2 separate regions of the Mus musculus genome follow, and region 1 is linked to region 2. Evidence: chromatin contacts called from public promoter capture Hi-C data. All regions are on one chromosome and are shown on one strand. The core of a region is the stretch at or near the end of the contact, and the rest is flanking DNA. Distances in the headings are between cores, read along the strand shown. Region 1 has its middle 15 kb from the start of Gm41818. Region 2 overlaps 1110059E24Rik (RIKEN cDNA 1110059E24 gene).

The links. Capture Hi-C pulls out chosen DNA fragments and counts their contacts.
Region 1: a contact with region 2 is called in a promoter capture Hi-C map of liver. A contact is called at or near these places in 15 of 484 Hi-C or Micro-C datasets (CD4 T cells, CD8 T cells, the G1E-ER4 cell line and 11 more), 9 of 130 datasets of targeted methods (CD8 T cells, the HPC-7 cell line, bone marrow-derived macrophages and 4 more) and 3 of 9 other capture datasets (adipose tissue, liver and pancreatic islet).

The regions. Positions count from the first base shown.
Region 1 is chr19:21,735,021-21,742,655 of GRCm38.p6, reverse strand. No RefSeq gene overlaps it. Among named protein-coding and RNA genes, the nearest start is that of Gm41818, 15 kb to the right of the region's middle.
Region 2 is chr19:21,626,655-21,634,353 of GRCm38.p6, reverse strand. The region is part of intron 1 of 1110059E24Rik (RIKEN cDNA 1110059E24 gene); the gene reads left to right. Among named protein-coding and RNA genes, the nearest start is that of 1110059E24Rik, 22 kb to the left of the region's middle.

The DNA.
Region 1 (7,635 bases), core at 3,701-6,200, 110 kb before region 2:
AAAGCCAATAAGTGCAATACGTGGATATTTTTTTAAAGCCGGGCCTTTCTAAGCGACTCTCCAAATGTGATGGGGACATGTTTCAGAGAACGTGTCCAACAGTGCGAAGGGCTGGCTGTTCCTGACACTTACTGATGCCAGGGTACATGAAGCCTTTGTCGGCCTCAAGCGCATGCACCCTTTACTAGGAGGCTGAACACAGGCTTCCTTCTCCGAGCCCACTGCAATCCCAGCGGAAGCACCTGGGAGGACTGGCCCAGAGCCACGCTATGTCCTCCAACACTCTGTGAGAGCCACGGAAAAGCCAGCTCCTCACAGAATCGGCAGATGGCGGGACTTCCTCTTGGCTCCCGTGCATCCAGCCATATTGGTGCAAGCACAACTGAGAAAGGCAAGCTGGTTCCCCAGGGCCGAGTGACATGAGTGTTCTCCCAGGGGGGTGCTGGGCCAGGCCAGCTGGCATCACCGGCAAAGGAAGATAATGGACAAAATAACGGAAAGAGCTGAAACTGAAGGGCTGGGGGTTGGTGAGGGTACGAGCAGGGCTGTGAGCGCTGGGAAAATGCTGTCGGGAAATGTCCAATGTTCAAGAAGCAAATGAAGCTTTGTGCTGAGAGCTCGCGCCTGGGGCCCCTTCTGATCTTAAGTTATTGCTTCGATAGAATTGAGAGTGGGGTACGGAGTACGTAAATGAGCTATGGAGCTGCTTCTAGTCTGTGAAGACAACACAGGCAGAAATTTATAATGAAAATATACAGGAAACATTTCAGTTAATAAAAAATGTACTCAGTGGCGAGAAGGAGCCAGTTAAAGAAACCACTGTGGCTCCTAACAGAACCGTGGCGCTTCTAATCCAGTGGTTCTCAACCTAAGATCCAAGAGACTTGTGAGGGTTGAACTGCCCTTTCACGGGGGGTTGCCGAAGACCACCAGCCAACACAGATACTTAGATTATAATTCATAACAGTAGCAAAATTACTGTTGTGAAGAAGCAATAAAAATAATTTTGTGGCTTGGGGTCACCGCAACATGGGGAACTGTATTAAAGGATTGCAGCCTTAGCAGCGTTGAAACCCACGGCTCTAATAGGTACAATGATCCTCTATACCACTTATTTCAGAGGATGCTTGGACACCCAGGTTTGGTTTTTCTCTGTTGGTAGAGAAGCGTCCCACCTTACAGTAGTGGGCAGCAAGGGTTTCCTCTGGGAGACATATAGGTTTGGTTAAAAGCATTAGTCCAGTGAGTCGGCACACTATGTCTTGACAGGTTGGTCTTTAAAAATGACTTAAGTCGTCTTACCTAAAGTGTCTTTGTATTTAAAATAGGACGAATAAGAGCCCCCTCTTCCCAGGTGCTCCTGTAGAGAGAAAATACCTGAAGTACTCCAGGTCACCTCTTAGTATGTTATTGGTATTTATTTTAATAAAGGAGATATTAAGATGCCAGCTTAGACAAAGTACAGGATGCTAAAATGTTAGATTTGGAAGGCACCTTGGGCATAATCTTTAATTTAAATCATCTTACTTTTCATAAAATATCATAACTCACAGAGGTTGGATAGTGTGCAAGGACCCATAATAACCCCCCCCCCATCCTCCTCCTCTCCCTCCTCACCCTTCTCCATGTTACTTATACCAATTCTCTTTGTATTCATACTTTTGGTTAATAGAAAACACACTTTTCTGAAAACCAAAATAAAAATATTTTGCAAATGATTTGGAAATTGTTTCTGCCATTTATAAATTATAAATTTACCTTGACTACTTTAGTTGTTGCTTATAAACACCCAACTGCCATTTCAGACAGTCTTTCCATGATGACCTTGGCATTTGGCTAAACAGCCCAGCTGACCCTTGCCACAGCTCACCCAACCCAGGAGTGAGCCAGGAAACTCAGTCTTTGCCCCTTCAAATAGAGGCAGCCCCGCCTGTTCCGTTACCCTTAGCTTCTCTTGTCACTTTTAACTAGTTGGAAGAAAACAGTTATAAGTTTAGACAAGCCATATGTGTTTCATTCATTCCAATGACACAAAACATCTTTTTTAGAAATTAAAACTGGATGTGCAACAGTGCCTGGCAGGTAGCAAGAAAACAGAGGGAACACAAAACGACAGGTACTGTGTGGTCTCACACGTGAGGAATCTAAGGCCGCTGATCTCATGGAGGTTGCCAGAGGCATCAGTAGTGGGTAACAAAGACTAGGCAGGGAAGGGCAAGGGGGATGGGTAGATATGGGTCATCATGCACCGTGTAGAAAAAAGGTGTGGTGTTTAGTTTAGTGGATGACTATGGTTGGTATGCATACAGATATTTCAAAGTAAAAGTATCCAGGGGTAGTGGTGTATGTGTTTAATCCTAGCATCCCAGAAGCAGAGGCAGGTGGAGCATCATGGTTTTGAGACTGGCCTGGTTTATACAGTGAGGTCCAGGCTAGTCAGAGCTACTTAGAAAAACCTTGTCTCACTGGGTAGTTTTGGTCCATGCCATTAATCCTAGCACTTAGGAGGCAGAGTCAAGCAGATCTCTGAGTTTGGGGCCAGCACGGTCTACAGATTGAGTTCCAGGACTGTCAGGGATACACAGACAAACACTGACTCAAAAAAAAAACAAAAAAAAAAAAAAAAAAAGAAGGGAAGGGAGGGAGGGAGGGAGGGAGGAAGGAAGGAAGGAAGGAAGGAAGGAAGGGAAAAAAGGAAGAAAGAAAAAATCCTGTATCAAAAAAAATTTGTATAAAAAAATTAACTACAAAGATTTTTGACAGTTGTTAGCATGAAGAAATGAAAAATAGAGGCCAGCAGTTAAGAGCACTGACTGCTCTTTCAGATGTCCTGAGTTCAATTCCCAGCAACTACAGGTGGCTCACAACCATCTGTCATGAGATCTGATGCCCTCTTCTGGTGTGTCTGAAGACAGCAACAGTGCACTCACATACATAAAATAAATAAATAATTCTTTAAAAGAAAGAAAGGAAACATGTTTACAGCAACAGATATGCTAATTAGCCTGCATGGATCATTTCTATGTGAATACATGTATCAAGTTATAATGAATAAATAAATATCATTATTTGTGTCAATAACAAATAAAGACTTGGCAGTGTGGGCTTATAAGAATAGCTTTTAAGGAGACTTAGGGAGGAAGGTCATGATTCCAGGACAGCCTGGGCTACAAACTAAGTTCAAGACTAGCTGGATAATATAGAGAAACTCTGTTGCAAAATAAAAAGTGAAAAGGGGGCTAAATAGACTGAGGTAGAGTGCTTACACAAAGTTCTGAGTTAAATTCCCAGTTTCGCAAACAAAACAAAACAAACTTGTTAAAAAACATAAGTAAAAATAATAACGATGATACGGAGAAATGGAACAAAGGAGAGAACAAGGTTGCGGATGTTTTTCTGGTTGTTTTTAGGTGGCTAGGGAGACAGCCAGTCCTCCCAATAGCCTGGTTAGTCATACATTATGATTCCCATCTCAGGTGAAGCCACTGGCGGTCAGAGGGCAGCTTGCCTGATCTCATACAGCCAGGAAATGACAAGAGTTGGAATTTGAACCCAGGCCCATGTGTTGCCAAACTACTTCCTTTAAGTAACGCTTATTCCAACTCATGCTAGCCATGACATTTCTCGGATTGAGACGCTCTTAATATCAAAAGCGAGAAATCGTTACATAGTGTCCCTACAGCCGGCCATATATTCCGAGACAAGAAATCCTGCATGAAATTCACTAAAACGTGTCCAGAGTCTAGTAAGCGAGTGCCAAAGTACTCGAGTTGAGCCCCAGATTCCTCGGAAATAGTGGGAAGTATGAGGCTTCAATCCTACCCGGCTACCTTGTTTTCTGTGTTTTAGACAAGCTCTCGCAACCTCTGCCAGGCTGGTTTTCCTTCCCCCAGCCTCCTCCTCCAAGCGCAGGGCTTATACTTAGACACAAGGGCCCACGCTGTCAATATGGCTGACTCATCCTATCAGTTCTGACCCTTAGACTGTCAGGAACCAGACTGACTCTTGACAAACAGAAGAAGACTCATCCACGCTTTATTTGCATAAAAACCTGCCTCTAAATTCAGCATCTTTATGATGAATCAGCTCCTCTTTCCCGGCCTTTCTGGGAGCAGGGATTCTGTGCGCTCCTCACTGGCTTTCCCTCAAAGTGTTTTTCCAGTCCACTTACAGTTGAGAACAGATGTAGATGCTGGCCTACTCCCAACACCCTGCAGCTAACTCCTGACTCCACGATTCCCTGCAGACCGAGCGGGGCTGAAGTAGAAAATGATTTCAGCCCATGGCTCTATCTGCATCACTCACTCCCAATTCAGTACTAGCCCAAAGGAACCAATCCTATTTGCAGTCTTCCTTTCAGTTCGTACTGAAGTGCGTACAGGGCGCACCACATTTCGGTGATTTAAGGCTTCGTTCTCCCTCCTCTGGCCCAACACCATCGTTTGCCAGTTTCCCTGACTCTAACAATAGAAGGGAAAAAAGTCTTTGGAAAACCGGAGACACACAATAGATCAAGATTATCTGGCCTTGGCTACCAACGCAAACGACCATGAGCTCAGACAGAAAATAAAGTAGGTCTTTTAAAAAGTAAGTGCTTCAGGCCAGAGAGATGACTCAGCTACCAAGAATGCATCCTCTTTCAGAGGAACCAAGTTCAGTTCCCCGTACCCACATCAGGCAGTTCACAACAGCCTGTGACTCCAACTCCAGAGGATCCTATGCGCCCTGCCGAACTCCTCATGGGCACCTACATATGCAAACTTAAAATTAAGAAATAAATCTTAAAAAAGGAAAAAAGAAGAAAGTAACTGGCGATCATTTAAAACACAAAATTAGAGCACGCGGGGCGGGGGGGGCGGGGGGGGCGGGCAGGCAAATACAGTGTAACTTTGAGTCACTCGCAAGTGCTAACGTCAGCTGGGTCATTTCCGCATCACTGACAAATACAGGAAACTGTCCTGTGTTGATAAAAAGCAGATGAGAGGACAGCCATCCTTAACACGATCCTTTATTCCAGTAAAGCCACAGACGTAAAACCGCTGCTGCAGCAGAGAGAGACACAGGGGGACCGGATAGCATCTTCACCGCCCTCGGTTCTGGGAACAGCTTGTGGTGCTCACAGACCTCTAGTCCGGAGTCGTTGCTGAGTATTAAACGGGTGCATCCTGTGCTGACATTTGGGCAAATCTGAGGGCTCAAGAATCTACCTACGGTCTTCTTTTCTATCTGTTCGAGTAAACTGGGGATCTGGCATTCCCTAAAACAACCATACTGGTCTCATTCGCTTACTCACTCACTAAATGTTTGATCTCCAATCATGAATCAAGTTCCTTCTTAGGCCCAGGGAACAAAGTTGAACTAGAAAGACCGGGAGGCATGGCCCCAGTCCATTTTTGCTCTCTATGGGCAGATTTTAAGCCACCTTCATCAGACTAGGAATCATGTGGAGCTTGCCAGTGATATTTCAAAGTGACTATGCCTTTCTGCTGATAACATCATTTTTTCCTCTCCAAGGATTTTTTTTTAAAGTTACAAAATTTATAGCCCAGAGTGATAGGAAAGCAATAAAAACCTGTTGAGTTGAAAAGAGTCATTTATTGTTCCCCTAAAGTATGAGCAGACTCACGTTAAGACTCCAGTGGGACATTCTCTCCACGGGCGCGCAGAGTGCTAACCTCTCAGACTTGTAAGTTATAGACGTACCTTGTTAGTTTTTGTTATTAATATTTGAAGAACTTTTACACGTTAGCACAAAGGATTAGAACACGTTAATTCTCTGAGCAGGAGGTATAGACAAAATAAATAATAATTGTTCTCTTAGAAGGTCCACTAGGCTGACATGCTATTTTTATAGAGAAGGAGACAGCCTTGTAAGCAGCAGAGTAAACAAAACATTAAAGGCAGAATCCGGTCAAGAGAAGGACCTGGGAGGATTAGGGACCATGACAAAGATGGTGCCTGAATGTCAGGATCTCATAGAAAAGGAGTAAAAGTTAGGATAAAGTTATTAAGTGGCAGTTCCCTACCACCAACATGAGGGCCCCAGAGTCAGCAAATGGAAACTTGAATGTAAGAGATCACACATTAAGGTTAAATGGGGATTAATAATGAAGGTGGCCAGAGTTTCCTTGTTCTGCAGAAGTTGGGGGTTTAGGACAAGGTGAAAGAATAATTACACAATATGAGAAAAGAGGAGGAACCAGCAAGAGCCCTGTGTGCTTTCCAGGGGAAGCAACGGATGAACGGAGGCACATAGCACAGACACCTTAGCAGTGAGGTTACATCTGGGCATTGAACTACAGGAGTTTCCATCCTGGTGTAGTGGAGCATTCCTATAATCTCAGCAACCAGGAGGCTGAGGCAGGAGAAACAGGAGTATAAGGCTAGCCTGTACTACTTGGTGAGATCCTGTCTCAAAACCAAAAACAGAAAGGAGTTTTCTGAGGCACAAATACAGAAGACAGAGTTTCAGCTTCAAGAACAGCATGTGCAGAGGTAATAAATTAAAATCAAGTGCTGCGGCTGGAGAGTAATAGAGGTGGGGACTGCCAAGCTGTATGCATCAGAAAAGGTAAGGGCTTTAGGCATCCCCAGAGCAAAGCCAGGAAAGCACGTTGTGCTCTCTCTCTCTCCCTCTCCCTCTCCCTCTCCCTCTCCCTCTCCCTCTCCCTCTCCCTCTCCCTCTCTCTCTCTCTCTCTCTCCCTCTCTGTCTCCCTCTCTATCTCTGTTTCTGTCTCTCTCTTTCCCTCTCTCTCTCTCTTCCTCTACTTTTCTTTCTCTGTCTATATCTCTGTCTCTCTGTGTTGCTGTCTGTCTGTCTCTGTGTCTGCCTCTGTCCATCTGTCTGGATCTTACTATATACTCAGAATGACTTTGAACTCACTGTGATCAGGTTGTTTTGATCAACTTAAAAATCATTTTTAAGCTACAGAAAAAGTTGCAGCAATAAAGAAATTTCATGGTGGCACATTTGAGAGGCTGAGGCAGGAGGATTACAAATTCAACGCCACCTTGGGCTACAAAGTAGGATCCTGTCTCAAATATCAAACCAAAATAAACAGAAACAGATTTCATAGAGAACCACTCCAATTGCTAACACTTGCCATTCTCTCTGCGTTTGTGTCCACACTCTATTCACGGGACACTTTGACACTCAATAAATCACATATGGTCACTGAAGTGACTTTTTAGCTCAGTGATAGATCATTGAGCTGGTGTCCATAGGTCTATTGTCCGTGCCTAAGATCAATCCACAGGCTTAGAAAAAGGAAAGAGCCCAAAGATAAGATGCTCATGAAGATAGGAAGGGGTAGTAGGTGTTCCTCTAGAACTGCAATAACGGGCCACCAGATCAAGGCAGCCTTCCTTTTTAGGTGGAAGAGAGAAATGTTAGGAGAACACTTTTCCCAGGTCGGTGCATCTGAGGGAAACTCTGGTTTGAGGATTTGGTATCTTAGTGGTAGAGGCTGTGGCAAAGCAGAAATTAGTGATAAAACAATAGAAGGTGTATAAATATTGCCTATATACACATACATAATCCTGTTTGTATGATAAGCATGATTTCAAATCCTTTAGATAAATCAATTATTTTAACTCTTGTAACAATCCTTCAAAACTAGATAAGCTTCCTGTGT
Region 2 (7,699 bases), core at 2,369-4,868:
TAATGAGGTCTATAAATTTTAGGTGGTGGCATTGTAGGTGAAAGAAATAGGTCACTAGGAGGTATGTCTTTGAAAGTTATACCATGTCTTTTCTTTACTTCCTGCTTCCTGTTGTCCATAAAGTAAAATCCTCTACCACATGATACTGCTTCATCATGGAAACAGAATCAGTGTAGCTGAGGACGGTGGACTAAGCTGAGCCCCTCCCACATTCAGTTGTTATTACCAATACATAATAATATGATAGATAATGTAAGTACCAATGCAAAAATCTCCAAGCAAAAGAAAATGATAGCAAATTTAATTTAGCAGGTGTCTTAGGGTTTCTATTCCTGCACAAACATCATGACCAAGAAGCAAGTTGGGGAGGAAAGGGTTTATTCGGCTTACTCTTCCACATTGCTGTTCATCACCAAGGAAGTCAGGACTGGAACTCAAGCAGGTCAGAAAGCAGGAGCTGATGCAGAGGCCATGGAGATATGTTCTTTACTGGCTTACTTCCCCTGGCTTGCTGAGCCTGCTCTCTTATAGAACCCAAGACTACCAGCCCAGAGATGCTACCACCCACAAGGGGCCCTCCCTTGATCACTAATTGAGAAAATGCCTTACAGCTGGATCTCGTGGAGGCATTTCCCCAACTGAAGCTCCTTTCTCTGTGATAACTCCAGCCTGTATCCAGTTGACACAAAACTAGCCAGTACAGCAGGATATAAAAAGGGTTAGACAAGGGCCAGAGTGAGTGATGGCTCAGTGGTTAGAGCTGCTCTTGGAGAAGACCCAAGTTCAGTTCAGTTGCAGCTCTGGGGGATCTGACACCCTCTTCTGGCCGCTGTGGATAACCCCATCCCCACAGCAAGCATTTATACAGACACATAAATAAAAACAAATCTTAAAGGATTAAACATCAAAGTCCAGTGGGATTCATGTAAGAATAGTTCAGCACTTCTAAGATACCACATGAACAGAGTGAACAAAAGAGAAGTGTATGTGCTCACTGGAACTGAAGTTTAAAAAAGTTGGCAGAATTCAATACTCATAATAAAAGCACTCAACAACTGAATTTAGAAAGGCTACCTCAAAATTTTAAAAGAAGCCACTTGTAAGATGAAAGTAGAAGAAGGGGTTTATTGTTGTTTGTTTGTTTTTCCATTTCTTTTTTGTTTGCTTGTTTGCTCTGAGTTGTTGAGACTACGTCTGGCTGTGTGACTGAGGCTGGCCTTGAACTTTTCCTGTCTTAACCTTTCAAGTGCTGGCATTACAGATGTGTACCAACATACTCAGCCTAAACCTGTCTTTTGAAAGTGTTCCTGCTTGTCTACTTTTGTCAACTAGTGCTGAAGTTGGAGCCAGGACAGTTATATAAGAAAAGGGACACAAAATACACACAAATTAAAAAGAGGGTAAATTTACTCTATTAATAGCTAGTATGACCTTATATGTCAAAAATTCCCAGAACTCTATCAGTTAAAATGAGTAAATGTACTCTGGACAGTAGCAGGAAACAAGTCTATACACAAATGTTGTTACAGTTCTCACCACTAAAAATGGGTACTCTGAAAAGGGAATTAAATAATTAGTTTATAATAGTTGGTGGAGAAAGGAAACTTAGAATTAACTAAAAATATAAAAGATTTACTGTGAAAGCTGTAAGCCATTGCTGGATTTAAAAGGCATTAGATAAGTGAAAAATATCTCATGTTCATGGATTAAAAGATTTAATATTATGATATCAGTGCTACTAAGGTTATCTACAAACTCAGTTCAGTCCAATTTGGAGTTCCAGGGACTTCTGTACAGACTTGGAAAAACTCTAAAACTGACACAAAAATCTCAAGGGATCCTGAATAAACAAAGGAATCTTGAAAAAGAACTAAGACTGTCTCTTGTGAGACTAGCCTAGCAAACACAGAAGTGGATGCTCACAGTCAACTATTGGATGGATCACAGGGCCCCCAATGGAGGAGCTAGAGAAAGTATCCAAGGAGCTAAAGAGATCTGCAACCCTGTAGGTGCAACATTATGAACTAACCAGTACCCCAGAGCTCTTGACTCTAGCTGCATATGTATCAAAAGATGCCCTAGTCGGCCATCACTGGAAAGAGCGGCCCATTGGACAGGCAAACTTTATATGCCCCAGTACAGGGGAATGCCAGGGCCAAAAAATGGGAATGGGTGGGTAGGGGAGTGGGTGGGGGGAGGGTGTGGGGGACCTTTGGGATAGCATTGGAAATGTAATTAAGGAAAATACGTAATAAAAAAAAAGGAAAGAAAAAGAACTAAGAGGGACATCTGACATTTCTTAATTTCAAAATTATGCCAAAGCTAATAAAAATAGTGTAGTACTAACATGAAGATGGGTGTATAGTCCAGAGCTATAAAATAGCCTCTAAAAAATTTGCAACAGAATTCTCAGATGACCCTAAGACTGTATTTCTGATTATACAGCCAAAAGAATTAAAACCTGAGTTTAATTTTATACAGTTTATAGCAGTATGTCTTATGATAGCTAAAATCAGAAGCAGTCAGAAAAGCCTACAGAGGTATGACTGGATAAGCAAAATACGTTACATACACATACTGGAACAATATTAGCATATTTTCTTCACTTAAAACAATTATTCTCTAATATAGTACAACTCAACTGAAGTTTCCTCTCCCTCTCCTCCCCCAAATGATTAGCATTTTTAAGGATGGAAATTCTGAGGTATTCTGCATCTGTGACCCATGATGGTACTGCTAAGTGAAATAAGTTATAAAATGACCAAAGCTGTATATCTCCATTTATATGAGGCACTTAGTACTAAAATGAGACAGAAAGAACTAGCTGACGGGTTTGAGGGGAAGAGAGATTGAAAGTCACTGATTTAAAGCAGCTGGCGATGTAAAGCCTTCTGGAGATGCATGGCATTATCAAAACAGGGATTTAGCCCAATGCATAGGACAGATATTTTACAATGGAAACAGACAGCTCTTGGTAATTGGGCTTCCTTTCTCCGGGTTCTTCATCTCTGGCTTTTGTTGTGCAGTTGCTTCCTTTGCTTTGCTTTAACGCGATGAGGGTCAGATTCAGAGTTCCTGTGGCAGAAACGCTGGGGAACATGTTTTGCGTTTCTATGATGGTTTTATTGAATAACAATAAATTCACAGGCATGGCGGCAATTCGGCAGATATTTCTGGTTTTTTTTTAGTATCCCTAGCCCAGGCCTTGAAGGAGTAAAAAGTGACCTGGAATGTGTTTACTGGAACCAACGAGAAACCTTTTTAAAGATGACATTTGGGACAAAGAAAGAACAGATGTGATTGCTAAGGTAGTGTTTGCTGCGGTTGAGCCTTTGAATCTGAATTGGAGACAGCAAGGGTGTCTGCAAGAGAGCCGCTATCTCCTGTGCTGTTGGCCACAGTACTTTATCACAGGAGTTAGAGCAGGAGTCTCACTGCTAATGCTGAAGTCACGCTTGCATGCTTTGTCTGAGAACAAAGGGTGCTAGTGCCGCACCTGTCCTGAGAAAGAGGAAGTTGATAACTAACGCAGGAAGTCTCAACCCTGAAAGGATCAGATGGGCTGGAGATGCCCTCTTGCCTCTAAGATGAACCTTACTGTCCAGAAAGACAAACAATCCCCTGGTGGAACTGTGACCCTGTCGTCATCTACAGTGAAATCTGATGGAGAAAAGGCTTGCGTTCTGTGAAGCCAGAACGTTTCCTTGGATGAACGTTTCCTTGCTGAAAATGACCTGAAGTCAGAAAGTCGCAACAGTAGCTTGGAAACAACGGGAAACATTCCCGTAAAACATGAAGTAACCCTGCGCGAACCATCTCAAGGCAGATTTTCCTATTTTAAGAGGTATCATTTTGTGTTCTTGGAGTTTTATTTAGGGTCACACTGCATATTCTTTACTAAAAAAAATATTTTCTGACTTGGGATGTAGCTTGGTGGTAGGGTGCTTACCTAACTTTCCCAAGGCCCTAGGTTTGCTTCCTGCCGCAGAAGAAGGCCGGTATTTTCTACTTCGTTACGTGCTTTCCTAAGTGGGGTCACAGTGGGAAGGATCCAAACCTTTTTACTGGAGGTCCTTATTCAGGCTCTTACTGGTCCTTTTAAAGTTCCGGTATTTTAAAGGTACAGTACTTGGGACTGGAAAGGTGGCTCTGTGTTTAAGATTTCTTATTGTACTTCCCAGGATCTGGGATTGGTTCTAAGCACCGCTTATAGAGTGGCTCTCAGCTGCCTGTAACTCCAGCTCCAGATGACCTCTCAGACCACCCACATGTGGCATGTTCTCTCTCTCTCTCTCTCTTTCACTCACATACACACACACCATATACACACACACCAATAAATTAAAAAAAAAAAGTACAGTGCTTAATTGTCATAGTTATGTGTTGCGTTATGCATCCCATCTTACTTTGTTTTCCTTACCAGTGTGTGAGTAGGGCCGGGTTGCTGAGAATGCCAGGCCCTGCCTTAGATCCTGAGCACCAGGGGAAGGAAGGAAAAGTGAGGTGCATAAAGTAGCTGTGGGTTTTCTCTGACAGACCAGCACATTTTCCCACCTGCAGGCCAGTGTGGTGCCATTTGACTGTCTACATGAAGTTCCTCAGTGAAAAATCCTCCTAGTGTGCTTGGCTGCTGAGTTAGCCAGTGTAAGCACAGGCCCTCTGTTTAATTGCCACTGAGGGGAGATCTGCCAGCCTAGTGAGAGAATAGTCCATTGTTTGGAATGACCCAAACTCATTTTCTATTCAGTTTCCTGGTGAAAATGTGATTGTTTATTTTTGCAGATGATGTTGAGTAAACAAGGAGAGAGGGGAGGCAGGTTGGGGGGGGGCTGGAGGAGCGGGGGAGGGGGGAGGGGGGTTGTCAACATTCTTTCCTGGTTTCCAGGAAGGACTTGGTTACAGGTTCCTGAGCAAGAGAAGCATTCTGAGGACCAGTGTGCATTTTGCTTCTCTCTTGTGATAAATTTGGAGTGAGTGAAAGAAAGATGGGCTTTGGGTAAAAGGTCATTCTATCTCACAAATAGAGATGTACCTCACTTTATGTGTCGGATGCCTTTAACTAAAGTGATACATAGTGAAACCAAATATTTACATATTTGGTACATACATGCAAATTAGGTATTTTAAATACTAGAGTGTATTTTACTCATTGGAGACTGGCCTTTTTTTTTTTTAATATTTAAAATGTTTATAACCAATCTTTAAGTAGCAGTGCTGTAGAAGTAAGAGTTTCAAAATGACTATGGCTTTAGCCTGGGCTGCATATATGTAGCAGAAGCATGCCTCATGTAAACAAAGAAAGATGTACTAGTTTGAAATTTGTATGTGTATGCATGTTACATAGGTGTGAGTATGTGCATGTGCCTGTAAATGTTTTTTGTACTCATGGGTATGCACATGTGGAGGTTAGAGGTCAAAACCATGTAACTTATTCCTCTGTCATTCTTCTCATTATTATTATATTATTGAGGCAATATTTCTTACTGCACTTGGAGATAGTGTCCAGACTAGTGGTTCCCAACCTTTGCGTTGTGACCCCTTTGGGAGTTACATATCAGATATCTGCACTATTATAATGGTAACAACAAATTACGGTTATGAAGTAGCAATGAAATAATTTTATGGATGGGGGGTCACCCTAACATGAGAACTGTATTAAAGGGTCACAGCATTAGGATGGTTGAGAACCACTGGTCTAGACTGTCTAACAAGCAGGACCCTAAGACCCACCTGCCTGTGCTTGCAGGGATGGCGTTACAGGTGCTCACGGCCACGCCCACCTGCCTGTGCTTGCAGGGATGGTGTTACAGGTGCTCACGGCCACGCCCACCTGCCTGTGCTTGCAGGGATGGCGTTACAGGTGCTCACGGCCACGCCCACCTGCCTGTGCTTGCAGGGATGGCGTTACAGGTGCTCACGGCCACGCCCACCTGCCTGTGCTTGCAGGGATGGCGTTACAGGTGCTCACGGCCATGCCCACCTTTCTACAAGGGGCCAGGGATCCCTCGCAGGGCCTCCCGCTTGTGAAGCAAGGACTTTTTCTGTTTAAGTAGGTAAAGCTAAGTTTTGCTATCCTGGAATTGATTGGTCTATACAAAAAAAATCTGATCAATAAAATTATTTTTGTTTATAAAGTTATAGACTATAGCTGTAAGAAAGTCATATAAGTTTATATACCATTATTAATATACAACAAAAATAATTGAAGGAGAAAAAGCAGCAGCAGAGAGAAGCATCTATATTGAAGGTGTATGAAATACTCCTGTGACATTTAGTATTTTTCTCCCTGCCCCATTCATTTTATCTACATAAAAAGTTGAATATGGGGGCTGGTGAGATGGCTCAGTGGGTAAGAGCACCCGACTGCTCTTCCGAAGGTCCGAAGTTCAAATCCCAGCAACCACATGGTGGCTCACAACCACCCGAAATGAGATCTGACTCCCTCTTCTGGAGTGTCTGAAGACAGCTACAGGGTACTTACATGTAATAAATAAATAAATAAATAAGTCTTTAAAAAAAAAAGTTGAATATGTTCTCTAAGTATACTTAAGCTAGGATAAGCTATATACTGTGAGAAATTTCTTTAGTTAATAAAAATTATTGAGGGCAGTGAAGTATGACTAAACCATTTTGTATTTATAAACATTTAAAATTATAGATTTAAATATGTTCTTTGTAAGACTTTTTAATGTAGTATTTCGAGGAATATAAAATTTATTTCAAGGCCTTTAGCTGTTGTGCTGAGGGTTTGGCCTGGTGCTGCTATGTATTCAAATGCTGACTACTAGCCTCTGGGATCTAGCTGCCCCCAGGAACCGATCCTCACTGCACCAACTTTGCTCCCTAATTTAAAACTATTGGTTAAATAAAATGGCTACAGTCAGTTACTGGAGAGAATAGAAGACGCGGAGCTTCAGTTACCAGGCTGTGGGTTACAGGAACGACCCTGAGGAAGAAGGCAAGGGAGGAGAAAGGAGGAGGAAGAAGATAGAAGAGAAGGTCTCCATTAGACGAGATGGACCAGGAACACATGCCTGAGTGAAATGCACGCCCAGGACAGACTGCTAGAGCAGAAATAACCGGGTGAAATTCAAACAGCAAGTATTGAGGAGCAGAGGTGGGAACTAACAGTCCAGCAAAGAGAAATATACATTAGGGATAGGCCCCCTCCCCACCCCCAGTAACTATACAAGAACTGATCAAATAATCGACAGAATTCTGCCTTGGTTAGTGGGAGGCTGACTGGGTCATATTAATAATAAAGTTTACTAAACTCCATTTACACTGTTATGTATGAATTCCCTAGTAACTTAGGCTAAATACTCATTTAACTATGGACATCCCTACAACATAACAAAAATGTTTTATAGTGAAGCCAATGAAATATAACATTCCACAATGAACCGTGGTTTATTCTGCGTACACAACATTTGTGTATTATAAAATCCAGTACTGGGCTGCTGAGATGGCTCAGCAGGTAAAAGGCATCTTCCCCTAAATGTGACAGCCTGAATCCCTGGGACTCACATGGTCACTGAAGAGAAAATGACTTCTAAACCTTGCCCTCTGGTCTCCACGTGTGTGCCCTGGTGTGCACCCATCCTGCCCTTACTCCCACACAAAGTAAATAAGTGAAGGTAGGAAAAGAAAATATTTTAGAAGAATTGAATATAATTAAGATGCCAATTCTTTCCCAAAT